7 separate regions of the Mus musculus genome follow, and regions 1, 2, 3, 4, 5 and 7 are each linked to region 6. Evidence: chromatin contacts called from public Hi-C and promoter capture Hi-C data. All regions are on one chromosome and are shown on one strand. Each heading gives the region's core, a stretch centred on a gene start, on an enhancer-like site or on the middle of the called end of the contact. The rest is flanking DNA. Distances are from core to core; before and after follow the strand shown.

Region 1 (2,969 bases), core at 98-2,597, about 10 Mb before region 6:
CCAGGAAGAGTATAAGGCCAGTGTAATCTTGAAGAACTTTGACTCTTTCCCATACAAAATGCAGCTTCCACCACCAATGGTGTTTGGTTTGTGAGAACTTGGCCTCTCTGTAATGGCCGAAGGAGTCAGGGTATTCGGCATTGATGCACCCCAACTTCAGAGCTGCATTCTTCTTTAGGTCTCTGGGGCAATCTCTAGGGTCACTACCCGGAAACTCATTCGGGTACAGCTGAATGCTGAACGGAAAGAACACTTGCAGAACCGGGCAGAAATCCACCCTGGAGATCAGACTGTTGATCTCTGCGGACCAGAAGTCATGGCTAAAGATGACTAGGACTTCCTGAATACCCTGGGCTTTGCGAAGCGAGTCTATCAGCAACCTGAGGTATTCCGGCCTGTTATGCACCTGGACCACCAGCACCAGCTCCCCGGGGCTCCAGGTGCCGTCATTACCGACGTTCCTCAGCATCTGATCGAAGTTCAACTGGTACACCAGGGACCGGTACCGCAGCGTTAGGTTGTCCACCTCCGGCCGCGGGACCGCGGGAACCAGAGGAGCGGCCGATTCGTTTGAGACCCTGCGGATGCCTACGGACACAGCAAGGTGGCCCGCACCCCGTACGGGCTCCGCGTCCAGCAGCGGCGGGCCAAGGGCGTCGCTCTTCCTTTGTCGCCCATTGCTACTCCAGAGGACGAAGCCGCAGGCGGCCACCACGAGCGTCAGGATTAGCACCTTCCGTTTGTAGATGCGGAACCTCATGGTCTCCAGGGCCCGGAGCGCGGGCGCGGAAAAGAAGCTGGCGGCCTCTGCACGGAAGGGGCGGGCGGGCGGCGCCGTCGCCTTGGCCTGCAGCCCTAGGAACTGGCCCCCGCGGCGGCCCTCGCTAACTCATCCCGGGCTCCGGCGTCCTGGGGCCCGAAGGCTCTCAACTGCCTCGCGCCGCCCGGGCTCCGCGCATCCTCTCTGGCAGTTGCAGCTCCGGCAGCCGCCCCGCCGCTACGAGCCGCGGCTCAACGTCGCCTCGGTCCTCTCCATTCAGCACCCGGGGGTCCCGGAAGAAGCCCCGCCGCGGTCGCCGACACCGTGATTCCTTTACCTGCGCTGCCCGTGGCTCTGCGTCCTCTGCGCGCTCATCCTTGCTCGCACGGCGGAACGGCGACACCGAACGCCGCAGCCTCGCCCCGCTCCGGCAGCGACCGCTCTGACAAGCCGCGACTGGCCTGCGAGCGCCCGGGCCCTCCGGCCCACACCCTCCGCCCCGCCCCGCCCCGCCGGGCGCTGATTGGCGCTTCTCAGAAGCCTCCGGAGGAGGCCGCTGCTTATTGGTTCGCATTCCCGTCGCTCAGGTTCAGTTCCGACTTCCGCTCTGTTCGTCCCTTTCCTGTTCGGCGCGTGCGGTTGAGTCGGGGATCGCGGCGGCCGGTCTCTCGGTAAGTCTGGAGCAGAGCGGTAGCTGCTTCCTTGGGGACCGCGGTCGCCTGGAAGCCGGAGCCGACCTAGCTCTTTGAGGCGTCGGAAAGGGGCAGGTGCTGCCCGCCGCGGCTTGAGGTCAGCCCGCGGCTCTCTCGGAAGAGACCGCTCCAGCATGGCGGCTCCCGGGCGGCGAGGCGTGCTGGCTGCTAACGACACGTCAGCCTTCGGGCCCGCTGGAGAGTGACGGTGCTTTAGAGGGGGTGAAGCCAAAACAGACTGACGTGGCTGGGGGGAAGGAACGAGCCCGGTTGTTGCAGAAACGACTATATTTCGTTGTAAGCCATTCGTAGCTAGAAAACGGAGGGAATTGCTGTGGGGTAGTCCGAGCAAAACTTCTCTACCCGGACGCCACTGCGTTGTCCTTGCAGTGAGACCTAAGAAATTGGACGCTGGTTTGGGGAGAACTGTAATGGCCACTCCAAGTGTCAGTTCCTTTGGACGCTAAGGCAGACCTCAACTAGCAATCCTCTGCCTCAGCCTCCCAGGACACACTCCATCAGGTCTGAGTTTTTAACTGTTAATGCCTCGTTTTAGTTTAAAAAAACAAAAAACAGTTTTTCTATAGGCTTGAAGTGGTAAGGATTGAACCCCGGTGTTTAAGCCAGTGCTCATCCACTCAGCTGCGTGTTGGCCTTTTATTCACGTGGGAAATGAGTACTTGGTGGGTTCACAAATTTTCGAACATTACTGTTTTTTTTTTATATGTTCCTACAAATTATACCTGTTTAAAACTTTCGAGTTTGAAGATCTTTAATGTCTGAAACTTTCTTACAGTTCTCATCGCAGACACTTCTACTGCAAACATGGTCAACGTACCAAAAACCCGAAGGACTTTCTGTAAGAAATGTGGCAAGCATCAGCCTCACAAAGTGACCCAGTATAAGAAGGGCAAGGATTCCCTGTATGCCCAAGGAAAGCGGCGCTACGATCGCAAGCAGAGTGGCTACGGTGGGCAGACAAAGCCAATCTTTCGAAAGAAGGCCAAAACCACAAAGAAGATTGTGCTCAGGCTTGAGTGTGTTGAGCCCAACTGCAGATCCAAGAGGATGCTGGCCATTAAGAGATGCAAGCATTTTGAACTGGGAGGCGACAAGAAGAGGAAGGGCCAAGTGATCCAGTTCTAAAACTTGTGTTCTCTGAGAGGAAAATACTGAAGCAGTAGAGAAATGACCTGCTAGAGAATAAAGTTACTGTTAATGATACCAAGCCTTGTGTTTTGATTCTCAGTAGGATTGCATATTTAGGGGGTTTTGTTTTCAAACATAATTTGAGTCTGGGTCTACCTCTGCCTCCTAAATACTAGAAGTACAGAATTGCACCATATCCTATTTCTAAGGTGCTGTGTTGGGTTGAACCCAGTGCTTTCTGCATGCTAGGCAAAGTGTGTACTAAGTGCCCTACAAGAAGTCATACAGATAAGCAGTAGCTACAGAATAATGGGCACAGAACATATGTGATGGTCATAGAATTCATTCCCCAGATCTGCTGACAAAGG
Region 2 (3,187 bases), core at 400-2,899, 5.9 Mb before region 6:
GCGGGTTAAAGAACCCGCCGCCGATTTTGCGGCGGGAAGATGATTGGTTGCCATTCCGGAAATCAGAAGAAGCGCATGCGTATTGCGCGAAGTGTGTGACGGGCTGGGGGCGGGTGTCTGGATTTAGCATCTTTGCAAGTTTTGCTGTGTTTTGTTTGTTTTCGTTTTGTTACCCTTCCCATCCCTCGAGCGGGCTTGAAGGCAATCTCAAACCTGGAGCGGTGGCTCTGGCCTGAGGAGGAGTCTGGAGAATCAGGTCTAGGTCATCCTTGACGTCCAGAGTTTCCAGGTCAAAATTAACATAAGTAAATAGAATGTAGTTTTTGCTGTGCTTTAAATGAGCTGTCACTGCTAACGACATACTACATACGGGGTTAAGATACATAACTTCGTGACCCCAGGACAAGCATTCAGTCATCGTTTGTAACCGTAACATGATTGAAGCAAAAGTAGAGATAAATAATATTTTTCTCCATCTATGCTGAGAAAATGCAGTTTTGTGTTATACAAATGGCAGTTTTAATGTTTTGTCTGTCTAAAGAATGTGCTCTGGCCCTGCATTCATTGAGAAACTAAAACAAATACATTTTTGTCGTGGGATTTCTTTTTCTGTTTTCCTCCGTATGTTTTTGTTTCACACGGGTTCTTGCTCTGAGGCCCACTCTGGCCTGGAACTCTGCATGCAGACCAAAATGACCTTGAGTTGGCCAATGTCCTGCCTCATCTTGTAAGGGGCTATACGGGCTCCTAAGTGCTACAGACATACACTTCATATCTTAACTCTCACATAATGATTACAGCTATAGAGCAGTAAGTGTTCTTGCCCAGTTCTGTTAGTGACAGCTTTCTGCTTTTAGTCTTGGGTACCAGTACAAAATCGGTAAACATCTATTTCCTCAGTTACTGAAACAAAGTACAAACACGCGAAGCTCTTGCTGTACATACACCACCCTCACTATCGTAAAGAGGTATTTTAAGTACAGCGTAATTACATTGTTTTATTCAAGTTTCTAAATTTGTAGGCAAAGCTCTGTCGGGAGAGGTTTGCATTTAGTTTTGTGGAAATTGTTTGATGGGCAAGGACTAGGCCAATCCAGATAAGATTAGAGTAGAACTAGCCTAAAATGAGATTGAAAACCCGAATGCTGTTATTTTCTTTAAACCGTTTACAATCTGTACTTTTAAAGACATCGTAAGCCGTAAATAATAAACAAGTGGGCGTGATGGCTGCCCAAAGAACGCCTCAGAAAGCATCAAAATAAGGTTTGCCATCATCACTGCATGCCGCTGGCCAAGAGACCTGCACAGATTTTCATTCTACTCAACAAGGCCCTCACAGCCCAGTGTTGACATCACCCTAGCTCACGAGTCAATCCGGTTTAGGACCATGGCGGCCGGGCCCCGGAGTCCCGCGCAGGACCCGTGGGGACAGAGAGTGGACGGAAGAAACCCCCAGGCTCAGCAAAGCAGAAGCCCCGCCTCCTCGCGCGCCACGCATGCCCAGGCCACCCTTCAGGGCCGGGGCTGCGTAGAAAGTGTGGGCTGATTCCAAAAGGCGGAGGCCCCACCCCTAGAGCGTGGCGTAAGCCCGGGCCACGCCCTGAGGGCGGGACCGCGCCGGATTGAGGCGGGCTGGCTCAGTGCAGCGGCAGCAGCAGGGGAAGATGGCGGCGGCTGTTCCGCAGCGTGCATGGACCGTGGAGCAGCTGCGCAGCGAGCAGCTGCCCAAGAAGGACATTATCAAGTTTCTGCAGGATCACGGTTCAGATTCGGTACCAAAGGCATCTGGGCGGCCAGGCCGGGGCGTCCCGGGGCAGCTTCACCCCCCCCGGAGATGCCTTACATACCGGATTCCTCGGTGCCCCCGCCCTCGCCCTCTGTGGCCGGTGCTGGCCAGGCCTGAGCGGCCCGCGTGAGCTCCCACTCTCCCGCCCCTTGGGCCGCCCCAGATTCCGCGGGGTTCGGCCCTTATTTCCTAGGGCAGGCCCTGGAGCTGCGGCCGTAGATTTAAATCCCAGACAGGATCTGTGAGGGCCGAGGACCTGAGGAGAAGGACCCTGAAATGCTGGCGTCTGAGGCGGGGGCGAGGACTCGGGAGTGCATGCTGCCGGGGCGCACAGTGCTGGCCACTGGGAAATGGGAGGGAGGGGTGTAAGGATGCGAGGGAGCCTCGTGTGCATCTAGTTTGTCTTACCCATGTACTGAATACCGAACTATGATCCGTGATTTTCAGAAACCCACATATTACTGTTTTAACTTTTTTTGTTACAAATCTTTTACAAAATAACCTTAGGGGAATTAAATGTGAATTTTTAATACGGCGGGCTTCTGTGATTATAAGCACGCAGATTTGAAAAATTCTAGTTGTATAATGCAGCTTTCAGCCCTGTCCGCATCTTAGCCACCCATTTTGTAGTCACGGGTTATTTTGTTAGACTTGAGTTTTTGCCCTTCAGGAAGGGTCATTCATTCCCACCCCCACCCCAGCCCCCCCGACTCCTTAATCTTTTTGGAGGCAACATCTCATAGCCCAGACAGGCCTCAAACTCCCTTGACCTTACCTTCATCTAGCAAGTGCTAGGAATAACAGCCCTGCTCCATCACGTCATGTTCTGTACCTCAGTTAAATTATTTTGAGGTTTTTTTTTCCGGGGGGGGGGGGTTGCTTTGTTTTTGTTTTTTGAGACAGGGTTTCTCTGTGTAGCCCTGGCTGTCCTGGAACTCGATCTGTAGACCAGGCTGACCTTGAACTCAGAAATCCACCTGCCTCTGCCTCCCAAGTGCTGGGATTAAAGGCGCTCTCCACCACTGCCCCACCTCAGTGGTCATACACGATGTGCATCAATCTACCATTTTAAAATAGAAGGTGCAGCCTAAATTAAGTTTTGCTACAGATTTTCAGATTCAAAAATGTCAAGATAGCGAGTGCTGTGTGATTCCAAAATATGAAAATGCATTTAGTGACATTTAAATGGGTATTTTCCAGTGATCATTCACATACTCATGCCTGTGTTTTTACAGTCCTGTCATTTCGGTTTAAAAAGTTTCTGGGTTCTTTTGAGAAGATTGTATTTTCACTTAAGATCTTGTTGGGAGACCCAAGAACTCTCACACTTCTCCAGGCGTCAGGATATGGTCCAGCCATATTTATGAAACGTGTAGTACACTGTAGAACTGTTTGAGTGAA
Region 3 (3,268 bases), core at 114-2,613, 6.6 Mb after region 6:
CGGGAACAAAGAAAAAGTTTTTTCAGTGAAACTGTGTAGCTATGCTCATGAACCCCTGCTGCTTAGTGGGGATCACGCTGGCGGCGTGGGTCCGTGTGGTTTACCTTGGGGTTATGCAAATTAGCTCCTGGTGCATGTTGGGTAAGAGCCTTCCTCTAGAGGCCTGGGGAGGGGAGTGAGTTCTCTAAGCAGTCCGCTATCCGGCACGCTGGGAGGCTCGCTGTTCTCCTACGTCTGTGTGGGAGCTTGAGAAATGTGTGGCAGCTAAGTGACCAGGGCCCTGACTCGATCACCTACTCCCCCCACACACTAAAACAGGACACTTGTTACCTATGTTCCACTAGTCCAATGCCTGTTGAAGTATGCCCAACCCGCCAGGTGACCCCTCCCCAGCATAGCCTACTCGGTCCCAGAACTATGGGCACCATACTCTAGGAACGCAGCAAAAGCTTGGGGAGGTCCTCTAGAGCCTGGGGTACAGTCTGTTCCCAGCAGGCGCTGCCCGGCCTGGACCCGCGAGTTTGACTGGGCGGCCACGCCCGTCCACTCTCTGCGGGTGGCCGGTCGCAGGTAACGCCTGCCTGTGCACATTTTGCGCAGGCGCCGATTAGGTCCAGGACCGAGGCTCGGGGACCAGGGGCCGCACCCCTTCACAGGTGTCTGGCAGGCGCTAGACGTTGCCTGGTAACCAAACATCCGGAACACAGATGCAAGGGCGGAAGCCCACCTACTTGGCCTGAGAGGGAAATTTAAGGATTTACACTGCTCACTTTGGAGTAGAATAATAGCAGAGTCACTCTTGTACTTCCGTTCCTTTTCCTGTATATTAAATGACATGTTAGCCCTGTTATGATACAAATGTGTAAAACATACCTACTTGGAGGAAATATTTGTTGTAATTTTAAATAACAGCGAAGTCTTAGCTGTTCAAGTCATAGCTTTGTGGGCTGTAAAATGAGGGACAAAGGTCAGAAACTGCTAGTTTGGTGTGGTTTCAGTATTTCTCAGAATGAAGTCTGGGCAAAGGTTTTCCTGTGTGCTTATAATTATCACCATTAGTCGGCTGTGGTGTGGCACCTGCCTGTAATCCCAGTACTTGGGTGGGAAACAGAGAAGAACTAGAAGTTCAAGGGCAGATTTCCCTACATAGTGAATACAAGCCCAGCCTAGGCTAGTCAGCTAAAATTCCTTCTCTTGAGCAGACAGACAAGGCCTATCCTTGTTCCAGCAGCAAACAGAAGAGTCCTCCAAAGGACACTCTGCGGAGGGAATGGTGAGTTGAGCTTCCTTCTATGACGTAAAGGAGGAGTTGCTCACAGAGCCAGGGTGTTCATCCCCCCAAGTTACGCCTAGAAAGCCTTTACCCAGTCGGGATGAAGACTTCTCCACCCAGCCACCCCACTCCCTTAGTCTTCCTAGGTTACAGACTCTACCCCTCCCCTCAGCGAGGCCACTTCTAGTTATGGATAAAATTGCGTACTACAGTAGGTAGGGTGGATACTCAGGTAAGGGTCGCCTGACCTCCCTGCCCCTTTATGAGCAGGTGTGGGTCAACAAGCCCAGCTGAGATGATCTTTTGCCAGTAGACATTACAGAATGTGGTAAGATAGATTTTGTTTGTTTCAGAAGATAGTCCTGTACAACACCTATACAAACTGTCTCAATTCATTAACAAACGAACTACCGAAGGACAAGGCAAGTTACTACTTAATTTAACTAGAGTTTCTTTTTTTTTTTTTTCCCTTCTCCTCGTCCTCCCATCTTTCCTCCAACTTGGCATGAGAAAATAATTTTAAAACTTGTTTAATTGGCACCGGTTTTCTGATATGCAGAAAAAGAAGGGTTATGAAGTCACGCAGAGCCGGGCGGTGGTGGCGCACACCTTTAATACCAGCATTCGGGAGGCAGAGGCAGGCGAATTTCTGAGTTCGAGGCCAGACTGGTCTACAGAGTGGGTTCCAAGACAACCAGGGCTATTCAAAGAAACCCTGTCTCAAAAAAAAAAAAAAAGAAAGTTGGTTGTTTTCTAACAACTTTTGAAAAGTAATAAAACACTGTTCTTCCCCCAGGAAAAACAGGAGTGAAAATGACAGGTCTATTGAATTAAAATTTCCAATTAGATGCTTTTTAAAAATGCTTTGGTGTAACTTTCTATTAGCCTGCCTTTTATGATAATTTTGTATTTATTTACTTTCCATCTAGATTGCAACTTCCCCTTTCTCCTCTCCTCTGAGACCCTCCCTCCCTCCCTCTCCTCACAGTCCCTCCCTCTCACCTCACCTCTCCCCCTCCCCCTCCCTTTGTTTCCATAAACTAACATTCAGATGTCTGAATGAATGCTTAATCAAGCCAACTTCAGGTTTAGGTCAGTAAACAAGCATTAATTTAATGATTTTTATCTCAACATCCCCATGAGGTTAAATGGGTTTTAGTACTTCTTTTAATATTTTTATTGCATTGTTTATTTATTTCCTTTGCATGTGTGTTGTGGTCAGAGGACAATTTGCCAGGAGTTAGATTTCTCCTTCCACCAAGTAGGTTCTAGGGATAAAACCCTCATTCATTGGGCTGGATAGCAAGCGCCTTTACCAATCTCACTGATTTTCAGTACTTCTGAGGACTCCAAAGTATGTGGGTAAGATTTAGTTTTCTTTTCTTTCAAGTGAAAAATTAACTTGAGATAGAGATTATAGAAGAAAACATAGGAAAGTATTTTTTGCAACCTTAGGGTGAACAAAGAGTTCTAAGATAGAATACAGAAAGTAGAATCTCTGAAAAACTTGTCAAACTGGTCTTTATCATAAACAGAGTCAAACTGTTCAACAGAGAGTCAAACTGTAATACAAGACAAATCTCAAGAGAATAATCAGAACCCATCATCAGAAATGTATCAAGAATAAATTAAGATGGGGCTGGAAAAAAGGCTCAGCAGTTAAGAGCACTGGTTGCTTTTCCAGAGGACCCAGGCTCATTCATAGCAAACACCTGATGGCTCACAGATGGTTATCTGAAACCCCGGTTCCAGGCAGTTGACCTCCTCTTCTAATTTCTGAAGGCACCAGGCACATTGTGGAACACAGGCAGACATACATACAGGCAAAACACTCATACCCATAAGAGAAAATAAATCTAAATGGGCAAAAGGTTTAGACAAATATTTAGCAAAAGTATAACAAATGAAAAGCACAATGAAACAAAAAGGGAAAATAGAAAAAGATATATAAATGCCTCCCCTGAAAATGGAAACAAATTCAACAGGCTAATCCTC
Region 4 (3,234 bases), core at 251-2,750, 9.9 Mb before region 6:
CTGTGTCCTTCAGCAGCGTTATCTTCTTACTCTGTCTAGCAACAGTACCCTCCTGTGTTCTCCCGTTTGTTTAGTTGTATTACATGTTGTCAAAGCAAGACAGAGAGATAGATCAACAACAACAACAGAACTGGAATTGAAAAGGTGAGGGAATCGCGGTGTGTGTGTTTGTTTATGTGTATATGTGTGTGTGTATTTGTATATGTGTATATGTGTGTGTGTGTTTGTGTAAAACACTAGATTTGAAGACTGACAACAGACATTAAATTATATCTGGTCTTTAAATCTGTGACTCTTTCATTATGAAATAATTGGGTAAGGATTGTCTACCAAAATTTTGAAGTAGCATACTTTAAAGTTTTTTTTAAAGTTTCTATTAAAAGTCTTCTACAAAAGGCTTTTTTTCTTAATTTTACTCTGCTACATTCTAGATTTAGTTAAAGCTTTTATTTCAGGGGGCAGGGCTTTGTGCAATTTTAGGTTTTATTTTTATTTTATATATTTTTTATTTTTTATAAATTTGTCTTTTGAAGTTTGTCGTTACTTGTTTTGCTATTAAATTATCTGATGAAAACAACTTTTATTTTATATTACTTTTCTTCATATTCATCCACTTAGCCTGCGTTTGGTGGCACAAGCAAGCCCATTATTAGAGGCTGAGACATTAGGATAGGGAGTGTGAGTCTATTATGGGCAAAATGAGAGTCTTGGGCCAGTCTTGTCTACACAAAAACAAATGAAAAGTAAATGTAGGCGATTATATTTAGGTATCAAGGGTGGTATACTCACATATACGTAAGACCCTATTTTCCATCCATGGAATGATGTGGATTTCTTTTTGGAGTATATGAGGTCAAAAGATTTAATAAGAGGCCCCTATCGTTGACTCTTACTCATTACACTTGATTTAAGTTGTCATATAATTTCACGCCAGTAGGTGTCAGTAGTGAGTAAAGGAAAAAAAAAATCACGTTTGTAAGCGAACGTTTGTGTTAAGACAATGTAAAAAATTAAGGTTGAAATGTATTATATGAGAAAAGGGTGAATTAAAAAGAAAGTGAGAATAATGTTAATATTATTAAGTGTCCAAAAAGAGACGGGGTCTCGCTATGTTGCCCAGGCTGGAGTGCAGTGGCTATTCACAGGCGCGATCCCACTACTGATCAGCACGGGAGTTTTGACCTGCTCCGTTTCCGACCTGGGCCGGTTCACCCCTCCTTAGGCAACCTGGTGGTCCCCCGCTCCCGGGAGGTCACCATATTGATGCCGAACTTAGTGCGGACACCCGATCGGCATAGCGCACTACAGCCCAGAACTCCTGGACTCAAGCGATCCTCCTGTCTCAGCCTCCCGAGTAGCTGGGACTACAGGCGTGCGCCACCGCGCCCGGCGAGCGCTGAGAGCGACGGGGAGATACTAGAGCTGCGGCGGGCCGTGACGTCACTCACTGTGCCCGCCCAGCCAGCCTTAGAAATGTCACTCAGAGCACGCGGACCAATGTTGTCGCACGGCGTACGCGTCACGTCTTAGCGTTGTATTCTGGGTAGCGTGTAGCTCCAAAAAACTTTGAAGAGCGCCTGCGCGAGCCGACTCGTTCCTTTCTCCTCGTTGGGCGTCTGAAGGCAAGATGGGTCACCAGCAGCTCTACTGGAGTCACCCACGGAAGTTCGGCCAGGGTTCCCGCTCTTGGTGAGGAGCGGGTTGTGGAGACCGCGGTTAGAGGGAAGGGCCATTGTTGGTGACTGGGTGTCGGAAATTCAAGGCCCGCGGGCGGCGCGCAGGGCGTTCGGTGCTGCCGTCGCCATTACGGGCTTAGCTAGGCCGGGCCGGGCGGGCCCTGCTGCGGGTGGTGGGGAAGCTGAGGAGTGCTGTACCTTACTGTGGCGGCTCCATTAAGGCCATCTCCTTGTCCTTCCTCCTCCCAGCCGCGTCTGCTCCAACCGCCACGGTCTGATCCGCAAATACGGGCTGAACATGTGCCGCCAGTGCTTCCGGCAGTACGCGAAGGACATAGGCTTCATTAAGGTACGCGCGGTTGGTCGCTGCCGTCCACGATGCACACAGCGGAGGGTTTTAAGAGTTCCAGAAGGGAAGGGTGAAGGGTTTAATGCCTGGTCAGATTTAGGTGTCAGGTGGGTAGGAGGTGGTGCAGTTTCTACATAGTAACTGAATATTCCTAACCCAATACGTGTCTTAAATTTCTGGCCCAGGATGTTTGATCATACTGGGAAGAGCTCTAGACTTCACACACCGAAACCTAAGTGAATCTAGTGAACACACTGCTATGTTTTAGCCAGGGTTTTGGCTTTTTATTTGTTCTAAGGTTGATGTCTCAAAAGTCTCCTTTTTTGGTCAAAACCACTGTATATATATTTCATCTGCTTTTTATTTGTACCAATTTTTTTAAAAAGTATTTTAACCGGGTTTCTCCGTAGCCCTGGCTGTCCTGGAACACAGATTCTCTGCTGGGATTAAAGGTGTGCATCACACCCAGCTGCGGGACCAGTTTTAAATAAACTTGTGTTTAATGGGCCTGCATGGTATTTGACACTGCTGAGGTGCAGCAGAGAGTTTTAAGCTCAGACTTACATTATTGATGAAATAGTTACTGTAAGCCTAGCCTTACAGTTTAGAGACTTGAATGACTCAAGTGTGTCAGGATCGGTCCCTCCTCCGTCTGGTCTAGGTTTTTTCGGGTTAAGATGAACTGCAGAAACGGGCTATTTAGTAACTCCGGAGTACATGACATGGTTAATGTAATTTTGTGTGGTCTTGTATCGGGGAATAACTAGGGGGAACCAGTGGAAATAAATGCCAGAATCACAGTCTAAGTAATAGACTCCGTTTTGTTTTTTTCTTTTCAGTTGGACTAAGCGACCTTGAATGGATTCGACTGACTACTACCAAGTGGAACCGATCATGCTAGTCTTTGTACACAAAGAATAAAAATGTGAAGAACTTTAATTCCTGTGTGTGTGTTTTGTTTAGAAAAGGGAAGCAAAAATGTAGAGTTGCAAGCTGAGGCAAAAATGAGTTTGAGGCAAGAGGAAACGGAACCAGGACAGTTAGAACCTCCCAAGTGATCTTGGGTGGCACAGGTTGGAGTGGTTTGGGTAGTTAATTAGGGGAAGGTCCAAGTAGTTAGGATCCCAAGGGTTTTGACTGGAGCAAGTGTAGAATTGCAGGACTGAAGACAGGTTTGCAGAGGAGTCAGTATTGATGAGCTTGGTTTTG
Region 5 (3,137 bases), core at 187-2,686, 6.0 Mb before region 6:
CAGGCCCCCTGTTGGGATTGTGAGTCAATAGAGGTATGGTCAAAGGGCAAATGAAAAACACCATGCTCCTGACTTGACCCTAAGACCAGGGCTAAGAGAAAAACCACCTTGACCTTTACTTGATCGCAAGCCCAAGACTAAGGTTAAGAAACAGAGTCCCTCGGTCTCCACCCTCGGGGTCCCCCGCCAAGAATTCCAATATAATATCCCTGCCTCAATCAAGCTCAGGTCCCTGCTTCTTCTAAAGGCAACCACTCTCCTGTGTGAGGTGTGTTGTGTCTCAACCGCTGGAGCAGAACTGCTATGCCAGCTTTGTGGATACCTTCCCTGGCAGCTGAGGAAGAGATATAACACATCTGTAGGGGAAGCAGTTCCTTTCAGAGCCCCAACACATACTACAGGCTGCCCTCCGATTGATTCTCCATCCTCTTGCCTCAACCTCCCAGTCTTAGGATAACAGGCATGTACTATCAAGTGGCAAAACAGACTTCAGGAACCAGTGCCACAAAACGCACTGCAACCGACATTCACTGAGAAAAGAAATTCTACTATGGTCCTTAGATTTTTTTTTTAAAGATTAATTTATTTATTTTATGTATATTGAGTACACTATAGTTGTACAGATATGGTTGTGTACAAGGTTGAGCCTTCATGTGGTTGTTGGGAATTGAATTTTTTTGTTTGTTTTGTTTTGGAGACGGTTTCTCTGTATAGTCCTGGAGCTCACTTTGTAGACCAGGCTGGCCTCGAACTCAGAAATCCGCCTGCCTCTGCCTCTGTGCTGGGATTAAAGGCGTGCGCCACCCTCCGGCCCAAAGATTTATTATAAAGAACACTGTAGCTGTCTTCAGACACACCAGAAGGGGGCATCCGATCCCATTACAGATGGTTGTGAGCCACCATGTGGTTGCTGGGAATTTAACTCAGGACCTCTGGAAGAGCCAGTTCAGTCTACTACTTGGGAGCAACTTTTTTTTTTTTTTTTTCCTGGCCCGAAGAAAATCTAAACAGCAAACTGAAAGAAAAATTCTTTCAAACTCTCTAAAGCAGTTTTTCTCCTCAGAAACGGACTACACTGAGAAAGCGCAGCCTAGAACTAACAAGTGTGGCCCGCAAGGGTCAAATTTAGTAAATCGCGCCTCGGTAAGCGCCGCTGGGCGTCAACCGTCGTGGGGTTTTCTCCCCGCGGAGCATCACGGGAGGAGTGGCGAGGCGCTCCCGGGGGCCCGCCTTGTGGAGAGAAACAAACTCCACGAGCAACCGAGGGGCTTCGGTCGGACGCTTTCCGCTCTCACAGCCTCGGGCCGCTCTGGGCTGTGCTCCTGTTTCCTGGAGTTCCGGAAGACGCGCCGTGTCGCAACCTCTGCGCGGGCCAATCGCAGGCACCGGGGGGCGGGCTCTCGGGATTTGAAATCCAGCGCTATTTGTCCGTGCTGGGGAAGTGGACGAGGAAGGCGAGCGGAGTTTCAGTCTGCGGACACGCGTGGAGCCCTTGCCCGGGCCTCCGTGGGTCTGAGGCGCTGCGAGCCCTGGGTAACCACGGCCTCGAGCTGCTGTCCTCACCAAGGTAGGTCCTCTGCTCGCTCAGCCTCGCGGACCGATCGGCCGGGTCCCCGCCTGACTCTTCTCGGGCGTCTAACTTCTGCTCTGTTCGCTCGTTAACATTGCTGCCCTAGCGCCCGAGATTTGTTCTAAAATCCGAAGTCTCCGTGAGGAGTAGCGTGGGAATGCCCAACTCTTTGTCTCCGGACCCAGCATTCCTAGAGGCAGCCGCTTATGCGTTCTTAGGATTGAATACCATGCTTGTTGCAGGCATCTGTAGATGTTAGAGATTTTGTTTGGAAAACAGGAAGTTCCATGGAACACAGGGCCCCCAATGAAGGAGCTAGAGAAAGTACCCAAGGAGCTGAAGGGGTCTGCAACCCTATAGGTGGAACAATAATATGAACTAACCAGTACCCCAGAGCTCTTGACTCTAGCTGCATATGTAGCAGAAGATGGCCTTGTACAAGGCCACCAATGGGAGGAGAGGCCCTTGGTCTTGCGAAGATTATATGCCTCATTATGAGGGAATGCCAGGGCCAGGAAGCAGGAGTGGGTGGGTTTGGGGGGGGTATTGGGGATAGCATTTGAAATGTAAATGAAGAAAATATCTAATAATAAAAAAGAAAAACAGAAGGTTCCTTCATCCTATCCTTAAAGTATAACACTGTACAGTCAGGCGCATTTGTTGTTGTTTATTTTAGAGATTATAATTTACTTAGATTCTCCTCCCCCCTTCCTCCCTCCAAACCCTCCCTTACAAACCTCCCTACTCTCTTTCAAATTCAGTGGTTCATTTTCACCAATAACAGTTGCAAATATGTACACACACACATATATATTCCTAGCTATAACCTGCTGAATCCGTGTAATGTTGCCAGTATGTATGGTTTGTTGTTGTTGTTTTATGGGTTTCTTAACGTGCTTATGCTCATAAGCATGTGATGTGGGTTTTTTAAAATGTGGCTATCAAGTCTGTTTTGCCATTTAATCCTTCTGCAGTTTTTAATGTTCTTATTGTTTTTGTTGTTGAGTACATCGAATTGAGATTTATAAATGAATTGTCACTAGGAGAAGCAGGAGCTGGTAGGTGGTAAGGTGCTCTACTATTTAAATCTCCTGCAGGATTTGTCTTTTGAATATGCCTGGTTTATCCACACAAGCATTCCTCATGATATCATGCTAGTAGAAAATTTACACATACATTTCACCAAGCGTGTAACAGTGCTTGGGTAGAAGTGCTGCAGCAGGGTTCTACTGGGGAGTCTTCTGGCAATGATGCTTTGGAAGCTGAGGGCTGAACCCACATTTGCTGTGAAAATCCTTCAGCTGTGGCAGGCTGGGTGGAATATTGCATCGCTGGAGGTCCCAGGAGACACTTAAGAGCAGGACATTGACTTGGTCCTGTGTGGGCTTGGCAACAGTACCTGAAGTTCCTTAGTCACTGAGGCCAATGTCTCAAGTCTTCTTGTCACTGGCTAGAGACACCATTCTCAAAGTTTCAGAATTTATTAGGGGGGGGGGGGAGGTAGTGGTGTTAGCGTTGTACTCTTAGGGCCCACAGCTTGAGATTGGTTTACTTCCATATCAACACC
Region 6 (3,081 bases), core at 260-2,759:
CAAAAAACAAAAAACAAAAACCAAAAACAAAAACAAAAAAATACTATTATTGGTAGTTTACTAGGTTCGTGACACCAAACTGTATAAAAGAAATGTGACAGAAGGTCTGCTGTTACATCACAGAGCTAAAGATATCTAGACTAGCTAGTTTCTTAGTGTGGTTTGAAGCAGCAGACATAAAATTTCTTAACCACGCCGGGCGTGGTGGCACACGCCTTTAATCCCAGCACTCGGGAGGCAGAGGCAGGCAGATTTCTGAGTTCGAGGCCAGCCTGGTCTACAAAGTGAGTTCCAGGACAGCCAGGGCTACACAGAGAAACTGTCTCGAAAAACGAAAAGAAAAAAAAAATCTCTTAACCCTTTAGATATCGCTGCTTCCTACAATTTGACTGAGATACTTCGCATGCTGAGAACGTGAAGGGCTGTTTTTAAAATCCCTTTCTTTGGGGGCACCAAACTAAAGAAAAGCTCTCCTCTCCAACTTATTTGTAGGAGTATCAGAGACTATCAAAATAGCTACTTTATTTCATCCATGTTACTTTTGTATACAGGGGTGTGTTGTTACAGAAGTACAGTGGTACACTGAAGAGGTATCCACAGCTCTCTTCACAAACACTTCAATGACTTTAAGAAACTGAAAATTAAAACCTGTCTTAACTTCCTAATTTGATGTTACCACTAAGTGATCGTTAGCTATTAATAAAACATACTAATTATACAGAACTTTTGCAGACAAGGGTTCAGAGAGCATTTAAGTCTGGGTACCAGCCCTCAAGATGAAAATCGTTAGCCATTTTTTTCCTGCCCCTCTAAAGACGAAAGGTGGCGCTGCCGTCACTGGTTCAGCAATGGGGCGTGTGCGGCCTCCGCACGTCGGAAGAGGAAGGTCCGCGTGCCGCCACGATCCGCCTTTCCTGGGAAGCCGATTTTGTCCTGCTCTGAACAAGATGTAAAAAGAAGCCGGCGTGCGAGCCCTCGGGCGCCGCGACCTCAGCCCAGCGAATGAGAAAGCGTCGGGACTTAGCGCAGCACGCCGGGGTTCCGCCTCGAGCACGCTGCAAGGGCCAGACCTACCCGGCGAGGGACGCCCAGAGTGGCCCCGCCCCCACGCCTCTAGCCCCGCCCCGGGTCGCTGACGTCAACGGTCACGTGCCGCGCGATCCAGGCAACCAGGAGCTCCCCCGGTTCCGGAAGTCTCGCAAAGCCGCGCCAGGCTCCGCCCGTCGCCGTGACGTCACTCTCAGTCCCTACCACTACCGAGCCTCCGCGTCCGGGTACCGGGAGAACCACGGTTTCCTCGGAAGCAGCGCGGTCGCCTCCGCATCCCTGGTCCGTTCGAGAGAGGATTTCGAGGTCGTTGCCCGGGCCGGCCGGGGAGCACTTGCTTGCGGTACGGAAAGTCAGCGGCGTGCAGGCCTCCCCGCGCCAGCTTTTCCCCCCTCTCAGCCGGTCCGAGTGCACTTGGTTCCGCCGAGGCGCACGACGGTTCCGCCCCCTTCTTCCTTGTCATTGATGTTGTTGTTCTTGTCAGTGCCGCAACCCCGACCGCCGGGAGCGCGAACCCGAGCCGGGGCCGCCCGGTTGGTGCGGTGGCGGCGGCGGCAGCGGCTGCGGCTGCTGCAGCTGCGCCGGCTGCGGGGGCTGCTGCGAGGACTGCGCAGGCGGCCGGGGACGGGCGGCCGGCGGCCGAGCCGGATGGCTCTGTGCGGGCAGGCGGCCGGCGCCGCGTCGCTGCCCAGCGAGCTCATCGTGCACATCTTCTCCTTTCTGCCGGCGCCCGACCGGCTGCGGGCCTCGGCCTCCTGCTCGCACTGGCGGGAGTGCCTCTTCTACCCAGCGCTGTGGCCCCAGCTCCGCATCTGCCTCCGCGTCTCGCCCGCGGAGCAGCCGCGGCTAGAGTTCCTCATGCGCAAGTGCGGCTGGTTCGTGCGGGAGCTGCGGGTTGAGTTCGCCGCGGAGAATTATCTGAGCGGAGGCGGCGGCCCGGGCGACGGCGGTAGCGGCGGCGGCACCGACACGGGCACCGGAGGGGAAGACGGGGAGGCCCTGCAGCTCTCCTCCCGCTGGCTGGAAGTACTGCGCATCTACTTGGAGCTGGTGTTGTGCGTGCTGCTCAGCATCCGGAACAACAGGTAGGCTTGCGTGGGGACCGAGAGGGTCTGGCCTTCCGCTGGCCTTGGGAAAGATCCCGTGGGGTGTGCCGGCCGGCCTCAGGATGGCCTTGTGTAGGTGCAGCTATCCGTTCCTGACCAGACTATTTCCGGAGACAGAAGAGGTGATAACGGGACTCCTGGAGCGTCTCAGGCATGCTTTCATTCATCCGTTCTTGTCCATGGGCTAGAGCTGCTGGGCAATGCCATTATCTTATGCGTGGGAAAGTTGTGAGTTAAGGGTGAGGCCTGTACAAAAAAATAAGGTGGTTTTCTGATTCTGAATTTGACCATTGGTGATGGGTAATTAATTCATAGTGACGAGGTGAGTAAGTTTCCTTGCTGATGTCCATGATTACAAGAATTAACCTATAAGAATTCTTTAACAGTCCTTTTCTTACCTGAAATAGTTTTACTAGCCTGGGCCATGTCCAAAGACTGGGAGGAGTGCTAGTTAAAATCATTAGGGGAGGAAAATTGTCAGACTTGAAGCCGCATCCCATACACCATCAGGCTGGACTTACTCCCAGTGATTCACACAAAAGTAACGCTACCTAACTTGGGGTGGGATAAAGGAGCTGGGCATACTGTGGGGGTTAAGTATGAGACTCATTGTGCATCAGGACTTTAGTGTAATTCCACCTAGAGCTCATGGCCCATATTCGGACTCCAGCACAGAGTCCCTATGAAAGTCTAGTGCCTGCCAAACCATATTTATATTTTCTTTATCTGGATATTCATTCCAAACTTACAATGTCACTCTTAATTTGGAAGAAAAATAATTGCAGCAGTTTACAAATAATTATTAGTGATTGGACATTCCAACACTGCTAGGGTCAGGGCAGAAAATATTGTACTGTAGAGAGCAGAACTGGGTGCTTACTAGGTCAAGTGATGTACATGCTGTTGTGTGGCAGTTTTCCTCTAAGCA
Region 7 (3,393 bases), core at 511-3,010, 5.7 Mb before region 6:
ACAGAAGCCGCTATAACTGGTCCCAAGAACTGTTGCACCTGCTCTCCCAGGCGAATGACCAGCAAATGGAGAACTTGAAGTGTGCCATGGACCACTTTGAAATTGGAATCGTCTAGCAAGTTATACAATAAGCTAATGAAACCAACGAGACTAGCATGAGGGGTCGAACTTGGGTTAAATTTTCCCAGCAACTGCTTTAGTTCTTCAACAGCCTGAGTCCTGTTTTTATAATCTTCCTGATCCAACAGTCTTGCATGGAGTTCCTGGGGAATAATCTCAAATTTAAGATTGCTACTGGAAAGATTCACTACACACGGGGCAGCATCTTCAGAAAACCCGGAGGCTTCTAGCTCCAAATAATAAGGAACCTGACTTCCATACTGGGACTCCAGGCGGCGATTGTAGTGCCTCCTCAGTGCAGAAGGCAAACGCGAGATGTAGGAGTGAAACCTCTCTTGACCAAGTCGTTCTCCAATTTGTTGAAGTGAAGAGAAGGCTGTCTCGGATTCTTCTTCCATCTCCTGATCGCCAAGCTTTCGGGCCAGAGATATTATTACTTCAGTGAGATCCAAACCCTGCAACAAATCCTCAGGAGTGAACAAGATAGGGAGCAACAGCGCAGTGGAAGCTCTAAGCCGGGCATCTGGACTTTCCAGGCCTTGGATGAGAGTTCGCAGGACCTGCCCAGAACTACGCCTAAGACAAATATGCAGGATCTGCAGCGCATCTTTCCGTAGGGCAGGGTTATCTTCTCGTAACGAGACAACGAGCTGAGGCAAAAGCGCTAAACTGAAGGCCTCTTCCAGCTGACCCGCCTCGCCCTGACCCCGAAGAACGTCCGAGAGAAGCTGCAAGCAGAGCCTCTTCTCCTCACTGCCGCCTTCCACAAGCACTCGGCCCAGCGCCCGATATAAGGCTTCCTTGCGGCGGGGAAAGCCAAGCCGGCCGCCTCGCCGCGGCAAGGCAGCCTGCAAAGCCTGGAACGCCTCGGAAGGATCCGGTGCGGTGCGCAGGAGTTGAAGAAGCCGAGTCTCCTCCTCATCTCCGCCCGAGAGCCCACTTCCAGGCCCGGACCAGCTAGTTGAAACAGCCTCCGCCGGTAACAGGAGGGTCGAGGCCAGAGGCGACGGCGTCGCGGGGCAGGAGCCATGATCCCCGGCAGCCCCACGGCAGTAATAGTTTTTCTCGCCTCTCATGGTGCCCCCGGATCGACGACCATCAGTCCCTGGGGCGTAAGGACGACAGCGGCTCAGGAGGCGATAGGAACCAGGGGTCGCAGGAGGCGGCAGCGGGAGCAGCTCGGAAGGCGCGGCCGCCATGGAGGGTCGTCAGGTAGCGAGAGCTGGAGGGAACCATTGCCGTCTTGGGAGGGCTGGATGAAGCCCAGCCTTCCAGTTCCTCTCCAAGCCCCGAGCTGCAGAGGAAGAGAAGGAACGGCTCCGGTCAGCTGCCAGGCCGCTCGGGCCTTCCACTCCCGGAGCCAGCCTCCGGCAAAATGGCCCCCGCTGAGCCTGGGACCCCACAGGCGCCACCCGGCGTAACCAGGGCCACCACGTGACCAAACCGAGCGCTTCCATGGTGATGCACCCAGAGCGGACCTCTTGACCCGGAAACCAATCTGCCGCGGTGGATGCTGGGTTATGTAGTCCATGTAAGGACTTAAAGCATAGGCCGAAGATTCCTGGAAGAGGAAGTCTGAACGTAGCCAGAATGAAGAGGCGGGGTCAAGGCCTTAGACGGAAATGACGCTCCCTTGTCCGGGGCGGAAGTTTTCCACCCCACCCATAAGAGTTGAGGTTTGACGGGAGCAAGAGAGGATCCCATCCCGGGTTCCAGTTTTCCGTGGCTCCTCCTCCTGTTGCTGCAGGTGTTATTCCTGGGACTCAGGTATTTTCCTTTTGCTATTATACAGTGGTGCAGGCTTTGGTGGTGTGTTCCCCGAGTGCCCCAGGAGCCAGAATGCGAGGCAAAGAACTGGACCAGAGCAGGCAGAGAGAGACGACATGTTCTGCACAGTGCTGGTTACCATTGTAAACGTTCTACTCACTGCTGTCCAAAATAAGATTCTTTCTACCTGCAGCCTGCTTAGTAGTACAGGAGAACCTAACCGAGGCCAAGCACACAGAGTACTTTTTTAAAAAAGACTTTCTTGTCGTTGGGGACCTTCCTCGCCCCGCCCTCTTCTCCCTTGCCTCCTTTTCCTCTCTTCACCCGCTGGCTATGGAGTGTTAAAGGCTTCTGTCCCTTTTCATTGTCCGCATCACCAAGTTTTCTTATAGATAGGTAGAATCAGTGTTTTCCCCTTTGCATTAAACGGAGTGCTTAAAGCCTTTATCTTTTAACTCCTCTGTGGGACTTTTCCTTTCGCCCCACCTCCACCTTTCCCATCTCCCCTAGGATACTCCAGAGTCTCTGCAGTCTTTCAGTCTCCTGGAGACGGAGATCGCTAGACAATTTCAGTTGTGGTGCAAGTTCTTAGCATTACAGTCCTAAGAGAATTCTGCACAGAGGATTTAGGTTGATAGACATTATTTTAAGCAAAATGAGAATTTGATAGCTGATGAGTGTTTTTTTTTTTTTTGTAAAAGAAACTATAAATAGACTCAGTTCAACTAAGAGTATCTCCTATACGGCCACACCCCTTTGGGGCATGAAAGAGCAACTTTTTTGTGTGTCTGTATTTGAAACATTAATGCTGAATTACTGTATAGCCCAAGCTGGTCTTGAAGTCTTGACCCTCCTATCAGTCTTCTGATTGTTGAGATTACCAGTGTGCACTGTCAAACCAAGCTTGAAAACAGATTTGTTGTTGTTCGGCAGACTTTTAAAAGAAATAATACAATTACTTTTCAGTGAGAAAAGACTGAGTTATAATTTGAAGTTCCAAGCTTATATTCTTCAAATGCAAAAGTATTTCTGTCCCTCTTTGTATTAAATGGATATCTCTCAATTTTTATTTTATTTTATTTTATTATTTTGAGACTGGGTTTTCCTGTCTAGTCCTAGTTGTTCTGAACTCCCTGTGTAGACCAGGCTGGCCTCCAACTTAGAGATCTGCCTGCCTCTGCCTCCCAAGTGTTGGGATTAAAGCCCTGTGCCACCATACCCAGCTATATTATTTTTTGAAATCTTGAAATAATTGAGTCACATGTATCAAAGTGCTTTATAACAATAATTAATACTCCTGGTGATGCAAGTTGAAATTGTATTTATTAGTTTTTATTATAACATAATTAAAATGTTCTTAATTTTTTATTTTGGAAAAAGTATTAATATAAATGAGGCTGTATAACCATGTATCCTGTGCTTTGGTTTAAAGCTTTGGTGGGTTTCTTCACTTTCTTTTATCTTCTGTTTTGTGGTTTGCTGCTGCTGTTCTGTGTTATTTCACTG

The links. Promoter capture Hi-C pulls out the DNA fragments that hold promoters and counts their contacts. Hi-C and Micro-C count contacts between places; a contact is called where the count stands out from the background.
Region 1: a contact with region 6 is called in a promoter capture Hi-C map of pre-B cells. The contact joins the promoter of Rpl36al here to the promoter of Fbxo33 in region 6. A contact is called at or near these places in 2 of 39 promoter capture datasets (cranial neural crest and pre-B cells).
Region 2: a Hi-C map of regulatory T cells shows a contact between it and region 6, with 6 times the contacts expected there. The contact joins the promoter of Fkbp3 here to the promoter of Fbxo33 in region 6. A contact is called at or near these places in 1 of 39 promoter capture datasets (cranial neural crest), 4 of 484 Hi-C or Micro-C datasets (CD4 T cells, regulatory T cells and uterus) and 1 of 9 other capture datasets (liver).
Region 3: a contact with region 6 is called in a Hi-C map of B cells, with 7 read pairs. The contact joins the promoter of 1700031P21Rik here to the promoter of Fbxo33 in region 6. A contact is called at or near these places in 1 of 39 promoter capture datasets (pre-B cells) and 1 of 484 Hi-C or Micro-C datasets (B cells).
Region 4: a Hi-C map of B cells shows a contact between it and region 6, with 5 read pairs. The contact joins the promoter of Rps29 here to the promoter of Fbxo33 in region 6. A contact is called at or near these places in 1 of 39 promoter capture datasets (cranial neural crest) and 1 of 484 Hi-C or Micro-C datasets (B cells).
Region 5: a contact with region 6 is called in a Hi-C map of CD8 T cells, with 5 times the contacts expected there. The contact joins the promoter of Mis18bp1 here to the promoter of Fbxo33 in region 6. A contact is called at or near these places in 2 of 484 Hi-C or Micro-C datasets (CD8 T cells and LSK cells) and 1 of 9 other capture datasets (liver).
Region 7: a Hi-C map of hematopoietic stem and progenitor cells shows a contact between it and region 6, with 5 times the contacts expected there. The contact joins the promoter of Klhl28 here to the promoter of Fbxo33 in region 6. A contact is called at or near these places in 11 of 39 promoter capture datasets (the C10 cell line, the HPC-7 cell line, cranial neural crest and 7 more), 25 of 484 Hi-C or Micro-C datasets (B cells, CD4 T cells, CD8 T cells and 15 more) and 1 of 9 other capture datasets (liver).

The regions. Positions count from the first base shown.
Region 1 is chr12:69,182,445-69,185,413 of GRCm38.p6, reverse strand. It overlaps Rpl36al (ribosomal protein L36A-like), which reads left to right and starts at 1,347. Exons shown (of 2, transcript NM_025589.4): 1 at 1,347-1,431; 2 at 2,249-2,680. The coding sequence starts at 2,278. The coding sequence ends at 2,598. Mgat2 (mannoside acetylglucosaminyltransferase 2) reads right to left here and starts at 1,256. Exons shown (of 1, transcript NM_146035.2): 1 at 1-1,256. The coding sequence starts at 760.
Region 2 is chr12:65,072,400-65,075,586 of GRCm38.p6, reverse strand. Fkbp3 (FK506 binding protein 3) reads left to right here and starts at 1,649. Exons shown (of 7, transcript NM_013902.4): 1 at 1,649-1,772. The coding sequence starts at 1,665. It also overlaps a transcript of Fancm not described here.
Region 3 is chr12:52,600,417-52,603,684 of GRCm38.p6, reverse strand. It overlaps 1700031P21Rik (RIKEN cDNA 1700031P21 gene), which reads left to right and starts at 1,363. Exons shown (of 3, transcript NR_045910.1): 1 at 1,363-1,505; 2 at 1,630-1,695. It overlaps Gm35239 (a long non-coding RNA gene), which reads right to left and starts at 732. Exons shown (of 7, transcript XR_001780617.2): 1 at 1-732.
Region 4 is chr12:69,157,452-69,160,685 of GRCm38.p6, reverse strand. Rps29 (ribosomal protein S29) reads left to right here and starts at 1,500. Exons shown (of 3, transcript NM_009093.2): 1 at 1,500-1,689; 2 at 1,926-2,025; 3 at 2,865-2,964. The coding sequence starts at 1,628. The coding sequence ends at 2,873. It also overlaps Rn7s1.
Region 5 is chr12:65,170,879-65,174,015 of GRCm38.p6, reverse strand. Mis18bp1 (MIS18 binding protein 1) reads left to right here and starts at 1,436. Exons shown (of 14, transcript NM_172578.2): 1 at 1,436-1,567.
Region 6 is chr12:59,217,911-59,220,991 of GRCm38.p6, reverse strand. Fbxo33 (F-box protein 33) reads left to right here and starts at 1,509. Exons shown (of 4, transcript NM_001033156.4): 1 at 1,509-2,132. The coding sequence starts at 1,513.
Region 7 is chr12:64,963,903-64,967,295 of GRCm38.p6, reverse strand. It overlaps Klhl28 (kelch-like 28), which reads left to right and starts at 1,760. Exons shown (of 5, transcript NM_025707.3): 1 at 1,760-1,887. Togaram1 (TOG array regulator of axonemal microtubules 1) reads right to left here and starts at 1,554. Exons shown (of 20, transcript NM_177805.3): 1 at 1-1,554. The coding sequence starts at 1,319.